Linked DNA regions of Sus scrofa: regions 2, 3 and 4 are each linked to region 1. Evidence: chromatin contacts called from public HiChIP or PLAC-seq data. All regions are on one chromosome and are shown on one strand. Each heading gives the region's core, a stretch centred on a gene start, on an enhancer-like site or on the middle of the called end of the contact. The rest is flanking DNA. Distances are from core to core; before and after follow the strand shown. Region 1 has its middle 86 kb from the start of N4BP1. Region 2 overlaps LONP2 (lon protease homolog 2, peroxisomal). Region 3 overlaps LONP2 (lon protease homolog 2, peroxisomal). Region 4 overlaps LONP2 (lon protease homolog 2, peroxisomal).

What was found. HiChIP or PLAC-seq counts read pairs in DNA pulled down with a chosen protein or histone mark.
Region 2: an H3K27ac HiChIP or PLAC-seq map of alveolar macrophages shows a contact between it and region 1. The contact joins two enhancer-like sites. A contact is called at or near these places in 3 of 5 promoter capture datasets (fetal liver, liver and skeletal muscle) and 2 of 2 datasets of contacts at active chromatin or transcription factors (alveolar macrophages and skeletal muscle).
Region 3: a contact with region 1 is called in an H3K27ac HiChIP or PLAC-seq map of alveolar macrophages. The contact joins two enhancer-like sites. A contact is called at or near these places in 1 of 47 Hi-C or Micro-C datasets (embryonic fibroblasts) and 2 of 2 datasets of contacts at active chromatin or transcription factors (alveolar macrophages and skeletal muscle).
Region 4: a contact with region 1 is called in an H3K27ac HiChIP or PLAC-seq map of alveolar macrophages. The contact joins two enhancer-like sites. A contact is called at or near these places in 1 of 47 Hi-C or Micro-C datasets (liver) and 2 of 2 datasets of contacts at active chromatin or transcription factors (alveolar macrophages and skeletal muscle).

What each region holds. Positions count from the first base shown.
Region 1 is chr6:36,206,910-36,209,972 of Sscrofa11.1, forward strand. No RefSeq gene overlaps it. Among named protein-coding and RNA genes, the nearest start is that of N4BP1, 86 kb to the left of the region's middle. Within about 2 kb of position 1,527, at least 14 of the 83 cell types and tissues checked have an H3K27ac peak or open chromatin away from gene starts, as enhancers often do. A contact at or near this core is called in alveolar macrophages, where this site is marked.
Region 2 is chr6:36,454,306-36,457,368 of Sscrofa11.1, forward strand. It overlaps LONP2 (lon protease homolog 2, peroxisomal), which reads right to left. Exons shown (of 15, transcript XM_005664451.3): 2 at 2,876-3,063; 3 at 455-586. Among named protein-coding and RNA genes, the nearest start is that of ABCC11, 6.4 kb to the right of the region's middle. Within about 2 kb of position 1,401, at least 2 of the 83 cell types and tissues checked have an H3K27ac peak or open chromatin away from gene starts, as enhancers often do. A contact at or near this core is called in alveolar macrophages, where this site is marked.
Region 3 is chr6:36,433,938-36,437,000 of Sscrofa11.1, forward strand. The region is part of intron 7 of LONP2 (lon protease homolog 2, peroxisomal); the gene reads right to left. Among named protein-coding and RNA genes, the nearest start is that of ABCC11, 27 kb to the right of the region's middle. Within about 2 kb of position 1,589, at least 40 of the 83 cell types and tissues checked have an H3K27ac peak or open chromatin away from gene starts, as enhancers often do. A contact at or near this core is called in alveolar macrophages, where this site is marked.
Region 4 is chr6:36,411,505-36,414,567 of Sscrofa11.1, forward strand. LONP2 (lon protease homolog 2, peroxisomal) reads right to left here. Exons shown (of 15, transcript XM_005664451.3): 10 at 2,333-2,459. Among named protein-coding and RNA genes, the nearest start is that of ABCC11, 49 kb to the right of the region's middle. Within about 2 kb of position 1,662, at least 35 of the 83 cell types and tissues checked have an H3K27ac peak or open chromatin away from gene starts, as enhancers often do. A contact at or near this core is called in alveolar macrophages, where this site is marked.

The DNA of each region.
Region 1 (3,063 bases), core at 277-2,776:
CTGCAGCTCTGATTCGACCCCTAGCCTGGGAACTTCCATATGCTGCAAGCGTGGCCCTGAATATAAAAATAAAAATAAGTAAATACACGAATAAATAAATATGTGTGTATACACACACACACACAATGGAACATTATTCAGCCATGAGAAAGAAGGAAATCCTGCTATTTGTGACCACAGAGATGGACAATGAGGGCGTGCATTATGTTAAGTGAGATAAGTCAGACAGAAAAGGACAAACACTGTATGACCTCACTTCTACGTGGAATCTTAAAAAAGCACAACCGACTCATAGATACAGAGAACAGATTAGTGGCTCCCAGAGGTGGGGTGTGTGGGTAAGCAAAATGGGTAAAAATAGTCAAATGGTATTAAAAAAATTTTCTTTAAACATACCTCAGCTATATACAACAGAAAAGCTGAAATGAAAGGAAAAATATCAAGTGCTGGTGAGGGTGGGGAGCAACTGGAACTCTTGGCCATAAATCCATGACGGCAGTGCAAATTGTTACAACCACTTTGGAAAACTGTTTGGAAACAGGTGCATCTCCTAGGACCCAGCTATCCCACTCCCAGTGGAAATCCACCCAAAGACACACATGTGACCTTTCATGGCGATGCTATAAGTAACAGCCCCAACCTGGAAACAGCCCCAGTGCCCATCAAGGGTAGAATAAACTGGAGTTCCCCACTCACTCTGGGGGTTAAGGAGCTGGGGTTGTCTCAGCTGTGGCCTGGGTCGAAGCTGTGGCCAAAGTTCCATCCCTGGCCTGGGAACTTCCGAATGCTGTGGGCATGGCCAAAAACAAAACAAAACAAAACTAGAATAAATTGTGATATAGTTACATAATGGTATACTCTGCAGCAATGAGAATAAAGATCTATGGCCCCGCACAAGGAACAGGATGTTGAGAAGAGGTCAGATGCAAAGAAGCGCATACCAGGTGAAGCCACTGAAGAATAGATCCAGGAGAAATCCCTCTGTGCCACTGGGAGTCAAGAGGGTGGTCTCCTTGGGGAAGGAGGGCAGGAGGGGGCTTCTAGGTGCCAGCTGCACTCCATTTTTGGTCAGAGTGCAAGTGACATGGATATGTTCGGGTGATACAATACGTTGTGTGCACCGTTCACGCTGTTGATGTCCCCTTTAGTACAAACGCTTAAGTAAAACGCACCTGCCTCCAGCAGACAGCGGCTCCTGTCAAACCAGCAGCCGGGCTGTCTGGGGTGCATTTTGAGAGGTCTGGATGGTAAGTAGGGGAACAGGGACTCCGGAGAGCCTCCTGGCCTACAGAGGGAGGGGGAAAGCCCAGCTGTGGAGGCAGCCCAGGGGAGGAGCTGGGAGAGGGCCAGGAAGGCCCTTGACTATTTTAAGGGTTTGGTGTGTGGCCCATGTGTGACCCTTTCGCTTGATGCCTCGGACGAGCTCTCACTCCTGAACCCTGGGTGAGAATAGCTTTTTATCTTTTGAAATAGAAACCGACAAAGGGTGGGAGTCCCCTTGTGGCTCAGTGGGTTAAGGATCCAGTGTCGTCACGGCAGTAGCTTGTGGTGCATTTTTGAACCCTGGATAGGGAACTTCCGCATGCCACATGGGCAAGACCAAAAAGAAAAAAAAAAAAGAAAGAAACGGGCAAAGGGCAGAACAGAGACAGCAGACATAGAAGAAAGAGCAAAGGCCAAAACCAACCACGAGAAAGCAAGGCCTCTGGGAATCTGCCCAAAACTCAGGAAGAACTTGGGGCTTCTCAGAGCAGGGGCAGGGGGGAGCCTGGCTTGTCTGGACCTGGATGCCAGACGCCCCCTCCCCCTCAACAGTTGGTGACGCAGCTCTGAGCAGCTGGTCTAGGGCGGTGGGGGTTGGGGGGTGAGTCACTGGCTGGGAGAGGGCTTTAGGGAAACAAAAAGCCTCGGGCCAGGGCGATGGATTGTTTGGTCCTCTCAGCACCTCTGAGTCATCCCCCTGTGCCAGGTGGACCCCCAGCCCCCCGCAGCTTTCCCAGGGAAGGTGAAGGAGATGCCCAAGGTGTTGCTGTAGTTGGGATGGAGATGCTGGAGCTTAAGGCCTCATCAGGCTCCCGGGGCAAACCTGCATGGGGGTGTGAGAGGAACCCAGGTCTTGGGGGATGGCTGAGATGCCTCCGTACCTCTGGAATCATCTGGCAGGAAGGGGCCCAGGCCTCCCTGCATCTCACCCCGAGACAGTTGATGGCTGAGCTAGCTGGCGGCAACTTGCCCCGTATGCTTTATTTTTAAAATTTAATGTTATTGGAGTGGAGTTGACTTACAATGTTGTATTCATTTCAGGTGTACAGCAAAGCAAATCAGTCATACATACAAATAGAGCCATTCTTTTTTACAAAGATTTTCCTATGCTATACAGTAGGGATTTTTTTTTTTTTTTTTTTTTTTTTTTTTGCTTTTTAGGGCTGCACCTGTGGCATATAGAGGTTCCCAGGCTAGGGGTTCAAACAGAGCTGAAGCCGCCAGCCTACACCACAGCCACAGCAATGTGGGATCCGAGTTGCATCTGTGACCTACACCACAGCTCACGGCAACACCGGATCCTTAACCCACTGAGCAAGGCCAGGGATCAAACCCGCATCCTCATGGATGCTAATCAGGTTTGTTAACCACTGAGCCACAACAGGAACGCCTATACGCCAGGTTCTTATTAATCATCTATTTCATACAGTCGTGTTATTCTCACCCTCCCAATTCTTCCCTCCCCTCAAACAGATTCACCCTGTGGTACCTCGTAGGCTTTAGATTTCCTTCTTCCTTCCTCCTTTTTTTTCCTCCCTTCTATCCTTCCCTCCCTCTGTCCTCCCTGCCTTTCCTCCTTCTTTCTTTCCTCTCTTCCTTCCTCCATCCCTCCTTCCCTCTCTCTCCTTCTCTGCCTTCTTCCCTTGCTCCCTCCCCTTCCTTCCTTTCTTTAAATTTTAAAATTTTATTGTAACAGATACCAAAAAATACCCAAAAGAATACGGAAGAAAATAAAAATATCTGAGTTCCCACCCTCCCGGAGAGAATCACCATTTCTGTGACAACCTTTTCATGCGTTTA
Region 2 (3,063 bases), core at 151-2,650, 250 kb after region 1:
AAAGAACAGCCTGAATATCTGAAAATGTAAAGCAATCACTTTTAAAAGTCCATTTACGTGTAAAAGCATCTTAACTACTTCTGTGGGTCTCCAGTACCTCTTACCTGCAAGGCAACACTTACTAGATCCGAGTAAGAAGTGACAAAGCCGGAGTTCCCGTCGTGGCGCAGTGGTTAACAAATCCGACTAGGAACCATGAGGTTGCGGGTTCGGTCCCTGCCCTTGCTCAGTGGGTTAACGATCCGGCGTTGCCGTGAGCTGTGGTGTAGGTCGCAGACTCGGCTCGGATCCCGCGTTGCTGTGGCTCTGGCGTAGGCCGGTGGCTACAGCTCCAATTAGACCCCTAGCCTGGGAACCTCCATATGCCGCGAGAGCGGCCCAAGAAATAGCAAAAAGACAAAAAAAAAAAAAGAAGTGACAAAGCCATGTGGCATTCCAGAGGGGAACAACGTACCTGGAGCTTCTCTTTGTTGCTTGTTCGGATAATTGATGTCAGGATATCTGGTAAAGCCTCCCTTGGCAGACTATCTAAAAGCCGCCTCAATTTAGCAACCGCAGGGACAGACATATCCAACATTTCGACCAACTGCAAGAGGAAAAAAGTTTTCTCAGTGACATCTGCTATCATTTGTGAACTGAAAAAAATCATACTGTCATACAGGTTTCATGTTTGGGCCCCTCAGGGAAAGTCTCTGTTTTTGAAAGATCACTGATGATTGTTGTCCAAGCACTTTTACAGGACGCAGAGGAAAAGAGATGTACTTTTAAAACATTGGTCAGTGTGAAAAGCGAAAATGGCTCAAGAGTGGACAATACTACTGTTCATGAGAGGCTCTGTAAATGTGTAAGTTAATGTATTATTTCATTTTGAAAAAATCAAAATGTATAGAAAAGCTACAATAGTACAATAAACCCCTTGCACCGAATTCACCAATTTTAACATTTTCCCACATTTGCTTTCTCCCTCCCCAACCTCATACAATTACTGCGGACATTTTAGAATCAACTGCAGACCTCAAGACCCTTGTTCTTAAGGACACGGGACAGTCTCTTACACAATCACGATGAAATGGTCAAATTCTGGAGATTTAACATGACTGATGCTACCATGTTAGCCAATCAGTAGCTGAAATAACTGTTTTTCAGTAGAACATTGGATTAACCAGAATCTGAGCACTGATTGAATGACTTAAAAAACAAAACAAAACAAAAACAAAAACAAAAAAACACCTTCCAGGGTATATCCTGGATTAAGACAGATGAAGCTCAAGGCACACTTTCAGTAATTGATAGTCACTGGGCCCGCTGACAAAGTTCTCCTTTCCTACTGGGCACAGGATAGGGCTGTTCTTTCTCCTTTTCAACACGGATATGGCTATGGGTCTGGCCTTGAACCATGAAACCTGAAAGGAAGTGACAGTCCCTTCTGTCAATTAAAAGCCATTGAGAGATTTGCCACACTTCCCCGTTTCCTTCCTCGGCAATGACAGAAGCATGTTTTGAAATGACTCTCCAACCCACCTGGGTCCCTAAGTGACCCCCATGGATTCAAAGTGGGGAGAGGGAAAGAATAAGAGGAAGAAGCCCCGAGCTGTGTCTACAGGACAGTGGCCCCAGGAGGATTACCCAGGAAAAGGAAGGGAACATCTATTTCCCCCTCTCTCCCCTTCATCCCTAAATACTGTATTCACTCCTGTCCTTAAACTGAAGTTTCTTTCTTCAAGGGGTTCTTCCTTTCAGCACCACCACAGGTACAGCTCCAGATTTTCTACTTTCCCACTGCTGTTCACCCCTAGCGATGTGTCACTGCAAATGCCACATCTGGTACAAATTCCACAGACTGTGCGCATTTGCCCTACACATCTTTCCTCAGTCAGTGGTGTTTGTCATAATAAGGCCTCCAGACGCTGCCCTAAAAAAAAAAAAAAGACAAAAAAATCGACCTGCGTAGCTCCAGTTTGGTCACTGGATTTCAGCAAGAGGAAACCGAAGACTACATTTCATAATGTGTTTCAGTAAGCTCTGAAACAAAATGGGGTGAAGGGAAGAGCTTTTTGTTCAATCCAGAGTTAACCAAAACAAGGCAAACCCAGAATTAGAGAGTCCAATAGTTAATGCATGTGCGCTCCCCTCCCAGAAGTCTAGATGAGCAAGGTGTAACCATACCTGAAATCAGTCTACCATGGGCTTAATCTTCCTTAGTTATTACCAGTCACTGCGTGACCCTGATTTCTGCATAAACGTAACTTGTAATTTGATGGCTTGATGTTCTAGTGATGAACAGCTTCTGTATTATTTTAATTTTTAAGAGTTTTTAGCTTTAATAACTATCTGGTTGGGAAACACTGGAAGTTAAAAGGGAAGCTTTAGAACTACCCTCTGGGAGTTCCCGTCATGGCGCAATGGTTAACGAATCCGATGAGAAACCATGAGGTTGCGGGTTCGATCCCTGGCCTTGCTCAGTGGGTTAAGGATCCGGCATTGCCGTGAACTGTGGTGTAGGTCGAAGACCCGGCTCGGATCCAGCGTTGCTGTGGCTCTGGCGTAGGCCGGTGGCTACAGCTCCGATTCAACCCCTAGCCTAGGAACCTCCATATGCAGCGGGAGCGGGCCTAGAAAAGGCAAAAAGACCAAAAAAAAAAAAAAAAAGAAGAAGAAAAAATACCCTTTGGATAACTTTAGATATACCCTTTTGGCTGGTATGTCCTAGAATGGTTTAGGTCCAATCTCAACAAAAGCAAACTGATATTAATATAATACATTGCTAAAGCATTTAAACATATGCTGCCTGGTAACCTCGCCACTCAACAAATTCATGGGGCTACAAAGAAACGGAAGAAAAGAGGTTTTTAAGAGAAAACTGAAAGCAACTCACTTGCACTGCATACTTGTAAAACTGCTCCGACAGTTCTCCTAGCTCCTCCCTAGTTTTGCAGGTGTTGGGGAACTCCTCGAGCCGATCCAACTGCTCCACTTCAGCAACGGGATATGGCTTCTCTTTGACCACCTGTACGATCTGGAAACGGCACAGGCCCGTAATCAGCAAAGTATAGTGGGGCTTGG
Region 3 (3,063 bases), core at 339-2,838, 230 kb after region 1:
TGATTACATTTGTATGGGAGAAAAACATGACAATTTTTTTCCTTTTCCAGATTTTCTTCCAAGGGGAAACACACCCGTCTCAAACTGGAGAAAATAATAAACCTGAAAGAGATCCTCATGATCTCTTTTTAAAAAAGAAAAACAGTCTTTAAGGAACTAAAAATAGTCTTTAATACAGCATGTCTAAACAAATCAAATTGTTCTTACAGCAGTCAGTCCTAAATCTTCTTAGACAGTCACTTGTTTGGACGCACTCATCTAAAGGACTGCATGACTTCCAACACGTAATCACATTTTAATCTGACCTGAATGCACACAGCACTTAGGGATCACTTACTACTCGGCCATGTCTGGTGCGGTGGCGACAGCACCGGGTGACACAAAGGAGCAGAAGGTGTGGGAAAACCCCTATCCTACAGAGCTCCTGCTTCATATGTTTACACTTTCTCTCTCCAGGTATGTATTAGCAATGCCAGAGGCCTGTATTATTTAGTCATTCAAAGAGCACAACAGACAGTAAGTGGTCAGTGCAGAGGAGAGCAGGGCACAGCCGACTGCACTTATCTTAAAGGAGGAAGCCTTGCGTTGGGGCCTCAAGAGAAACCGGTAAGGTTTAGAGGCAGAGAGGCGCTGTATGCAAATACAGGTTATAAGGAGGCTAGTGAGCACACTGCAATGTGTCTGGCACACTAGGCTAAATATATATTAAAAGCGTGCTGCTTCAGTTATTTTTCCCTTGTAGAGATTAAGAATGAAAGAGCTAATTTAATATTTAAAGCATGGCCATTTCGGGTTACAGACGAAAATTTAAGAATGGAGAAGGCAAAAGTTGATTTTTCTTCTCTTCTGTTTGAAAACTGAGCCAAGGATTCCTGGCAGCGATAAAATTTTATCATCTGAACAAACACTTGGTAAGCGACTTCCAAAGAATTACCGTCACCAATAACTTGAGAACTATCACAAGAGTAATATAATTCACCGAGGAACAGCTAATGGAGAAAAGAATGTTACATGAACATGATTTCATAAAACTTCATTCTAAAAGAAGTCACTTTATACTTACTGCCTATGAACTGATTTAAAAATAAAAATGTAAGTCATAAAAACTGACAGATGAGAACAGACATTCTGTGGCTTATAAGGTAGTTAGAAAAGTCCCAACGGAGATAATGAGAAATGAGAAAGGCTAAGACTGGAAAAAATGCATTAGTTAATATGCAGCATAAATATGACTATTCTTCCTTTAATCCACTCAAAATAATATCAACCAAAACAATGGGCCAATGTTTAGTCGGATCCCTATAATGTTCCCAGTTTCAGATTTAAACGTAAAGCGAGTCTTTCTTTTTCTTCCCCATCTCCCGCCTCGTGATCACTTTCACGCTGAAAGACATGTCTTAGGTTGATTTTAAAATCAATTCCGAATGTATTAGCATCTTCCTTCACATAAACAGGTACTTCTACCAAAAGGCTGGAGCTCCATGCAGGGCAAAAAGGGAAAGTCAACAACAGGATCGAGAGAATAAGCAGGACAGACAACAGAAAGCAGCTCTGTTTTCCCCTGGCTATTTTAAGGCTGCAGAACAGTGCTGCCTACTCAGGCTGAGCAAAAACAAAACTTCGCCTGAACTCTGCTTGTGAGCATGTGACCAGTACTTAAATGCCATGACCTGGGTGTTCCCAAAATGCCTCAACTGTCACATGGAACCACTTGTTCCTGCACACCCCACCCCTGGTCATGCTCTAATCCTCTACTGTTCTTTCTCCCCTCCAGTCGCCTCCTCGACCCCTACCTCTGACACAGGCGCACAGTCTGCTCCCAATCCCTCCATCCCTCTAGTTAACCACAGCCCCCTCTCTACCTGCTTCCAAACCGGTTTTCACGTAATTTTCTCCAGGCTTTGATAATTGAGAGGGTGGGTGGGGAGTAAGACCCCAACAGCACAAGGGCAGGTTGTTGGAGTGTTTAATGAAACGTCTGGTACAGTGACGGCTAGGGAGTACTTACTTACCAGCAAGGTGTATCGGAAATCAGGCTTTCAGAATGACTCAAAAGACAAATTCACATACTTTTTATTTGGCAATGATTATAACCTCAATATGCACCATACATTTCTAAAAACCTTATACTTACACATACAAAAGCTCCCTTCACAAAAGACTCAATAAAGAAAATAAATTCTTGGAGTTCCCTTCCTGGCTCAGCAGTTAAGGAACCCAACTAGGATCCATGAGGATATGGATCCGATCCCTGGCCTTGCTCAGTGGGTTAGGGATCCGGAGTTTCTGTGAGCTGTGGTGTAGGTCACAGACATGGTTTAGGTCCCAAGTGTGGCTGTGGCATAAGCTGGCAGCTGTAGCTCCAATTCGACTCCTAGCCTGGGAACCTCCACGTGCCTCAGGTACAGCTCTAAAAAGGAAAAAAAAAAGAAAAAAAAAAAAAAAAGAAAAGAAATTCTTGGAGTTTCCATTATGGCTCAGTGGGTTAAGGACCTGATGTTGTATCCATGAGGATGTGCGATCAATCCCTGGCTCTGCTCCGTGGGTTTAGGATCCAGCATTGCTACAGTGTAGGTCACAGATGTGGCTCAGATCTGGCATTGCTGTAGCTGTAGCTCCCATTTGACTCCTTGCCAGGGAACTTCCATATGCCATAGGTGTGGCCATAAAAAGGAAAAAAAAAAAAAAGAAGAAATTTTTATCTTCTTTAGATTCAGTTCTCTTAATGACAGCCACATACACAAAGGTATACTCACTTGAAAAAAGTGAACAAATTTTATATCAATTTCAGTGAAGATTTAAAACAGAAATCTGTCGGAGTTCCCAGTGGTTAACAAACCCGACTAGCATCCACGAGGATGCGTGTTCAATCCCTGGCCTCGCTCAGTGGATTAAGGATCCGGCGTTGCCATGAGCTGTGGTGTAGATTGCAGACGTGGCTCGGATCCCGTGTTGCTGTGGCTCTTGCATAGGCCAGTGGCTACAGCTCCAATTGGACCCCTAGCCTGGGAACCTTCATATGCCACGGGTACAGCCCTAAAAAGACAAACACAAACACACACA
Region 4 (3,063 bases), core at 412-2,911, 200 kb after region 1:
TAGACTGGCAGCTGTAGCTCTGATTCGACCCCTAGCCTGGGGACCATCATATGCAGGCCCCAAAAGCAACAACAACAACAAAAAGTCCCTAACTGCAAACTTCTACATTTGGGCTTTAAAAAACTCAACTGTATAAATATAGAATGGAATAGACCAAGCGTAGCAGAAATTCATATGCAAGAGAACTAAAGGTATTAGGCAACTCTAAGTGCAAGAGGAAAGAGGATAACCTAAAAAAGCTAAAAATTTTGAGATAGAGTCATAAAATAATATAGTCGGAATAAGACAATTGGTGGTCTTCTTATATCATGAGCTATTTAGGCTACATCTGAAATACTCAGTTCCATTCTGGATGTTTAATTTTAAAAGAGACACTGACATTAGAGGAATCACTCAGAAAAAGACTAATCAGCAGAGTAAAATGTCTTTAAAGTAGGTTGAGAGGAATGATAAAAAGATAATAGGAATGTTTAACTTGAAGAATAGAGCATTTATGGGATGACAGCCTTTTTTTTTTTTTTTTTTTTTTTTTTTTTTTTTTTAATGCCAGAAGGGCTGTACAAGAAAGGGAGTATACTTAGATTCTAGGTGTATGTATAGGGCAGAATGAGAAAATGAGAGGGAGGTAAATATAAAGATTATTTTATAACAGTGACATTTACTCACCAAAGAGGAGTTTACAGTAACCACTGTAATTCAAGCAGGCTAGTTACGCTGGGAGCCAAGAGGGAGGGGGTGACTTCTAGGACTCCCTCTCTGCCTGCTGAACTCTATGGGTCTGACTACCACATAGGAGAAGACGAAAAACACGGGAAAGATGAAAAACTATGTCTGAAGTTGGGTAACTCACTAAATATCCAAAACCTGCTTGGTGTAGCAAATACCTGTGCTGTTTTTTAAAAATATGAAAACTGCTCAGAGAAATTTCCTGATGTTCACAGCTTTCAATATCTGATGTTTTGAGTGAACAAGTACATGAAAAGGAAACACGGAAGTTCCTTTGTGACAGGTAGGTTAAGGATCCAGCGTTGCCCCAACTGTGATGTAGACTGAAGCTGTGGCTCGGGTTCAATCCCTGGCCCAGGACCCTTGACATGCCAAGAATGCGGCCAAAAAATACATAAAAAAATATAGTGCTCTAAAAAAGAATAAAAAAAGAAAAAGAAAAAGAAATCGTTCTCCAGACAACAACTGGGAAATACAAATAGCAATTACTCCTCAAGTCATTCGCATTTAGATCCAGATAAGCTATGAATGGCTATTTTTCTCTATTGCTCATATATTACAGATGGGGAAGCTATCAAAAAGGGTTCAGTGACTTATTGAAAGTTACCCAAAGACATCAGGGGTGTTATCTGGAATAATGATATTTTTGGAAGACTTTGGTGTATAAATCACCTGTTTTATTTCCTCTGGCATCATCTACCCAGTAAGTCACAAGAAAAGGAACTCCCAGGTCAGACTGAGTCTTACTGTTTCGCATGTAAATTTAAACCGACTTCCAAAGAGACTTTCATAAGGAGGCTGGCTTCGATCAAAAAGCAGTCTGACTGGCCAAACTCTAAGTCAAAGTTCAAAACAGAGAGAGACTTCCCCTCCTTTGAAAACCAGTGGTTACTGGGAACAGGCTGCAGGAGGAGTCCTGGCAGCCTGACACCACTTGCCAGATGATGCAATGGACCTGCAATGCTGAGCCAGGAAAACTGTGAGAGGCTATTGTAGACAGAAATTCTCAACAGGATACATTTTCCAGTCAAACGTGCAATCTGTACGTCAGATGAAGCAATACTCTACTCAGATAATTTATGCACTGCTTGCCATAGGCTTAACTACTTGGTAGCTAACTTGGGAAAGTATCTTCTCTGTTGTTTGGTGTTAATTCCAAGGACGAAAACTAAGGATTTAAAAAAAAAAAAAAAAAACCTCTCAAAGGGAGGAAAAGAAAATCTGAGTAACTTCAAACCGATGTCTGGAAGCTGCATCTCACGTCTTGGGAGCATTCAACTTTCAGGATCCTGGGGCATAAAAGGTGTCTCAAGAGTTTCCATGTTTTTGGTTGTTAACTTATCAAATTAATTCCATGCGCTGCTGTTAGGGAAAAGTTGAAATTCTGGCTGAACTATGAGTCCTTAGTTAGCTATGAAGAGACTCTAAAAGTGCTTCCTCTGTGACTCTCTGCCTCCTACAGAGCCCTGTGCACGTCGACAGTTACACGGAAAGGTTTGCTGGGAACTGGCTGCACAGGGGAAAGCGGATGCTCTGAGGTGCCAGTCAAACAGGAATCTACGTTCCAGGCTTGGACATGACTGAAGCCTCAGGACAGCTGACTAACCTGGTGATGACGTCCAGAGTAGTCACCTGAGGGATCTGAATCTGCTGAGGAGTCAGCCCATGCTGCTCCAGTTGCTTTGGGATCAAGTGCCTGTGGGCGATCTCGATCTTCTCCTCTTGTGTATACCCTGGAAAGAAGCCGTCATTACTCACGTGGCGTCCACAGTGCCATGAGGAAATGCAATGCAGATTCAAAGGATCTTGGATTTAGAAGGAACTGAGGTATGACTTCCACTAAGACTATAATCAGTAGAAAGAAATTTAATCCCCAAGCAATAAATGTTCAAATTTCCAACTTCCTCACACATAAGACGAGCACTTACTAAAGAAGCACAGAGTTTGAAAGTCTTTTGATTAAATGATGTATCTCAAAGAGAAAAAAAAGCTATCTCATTAGAGATAATTACCTCCTTAACACAAATGCAAGTTTGTATTTTATTATTTAATAGGCAAATACCCTCTTTTCTTTAGCATAATTTGATACATAAAGGAAAAAACTTGCAATGGCAACAACAAAGACTCAATTACGATTTGGAGGGAAGAGCTGCAAGAGGGCTATTTCCAGAGTTTTGATTATAAATTTTAACAAAACAAAACAAAACTAAGGGGTCCCTATAAAAGCATTTTTCCCTCTAGATGTTGGAATTACACATTAATTTATATGTTTAAAAGACTTTATGTTCTTATCTACTTAAAAGCTTCAATGAATATAAATTTACTCTGTCGTTAAAT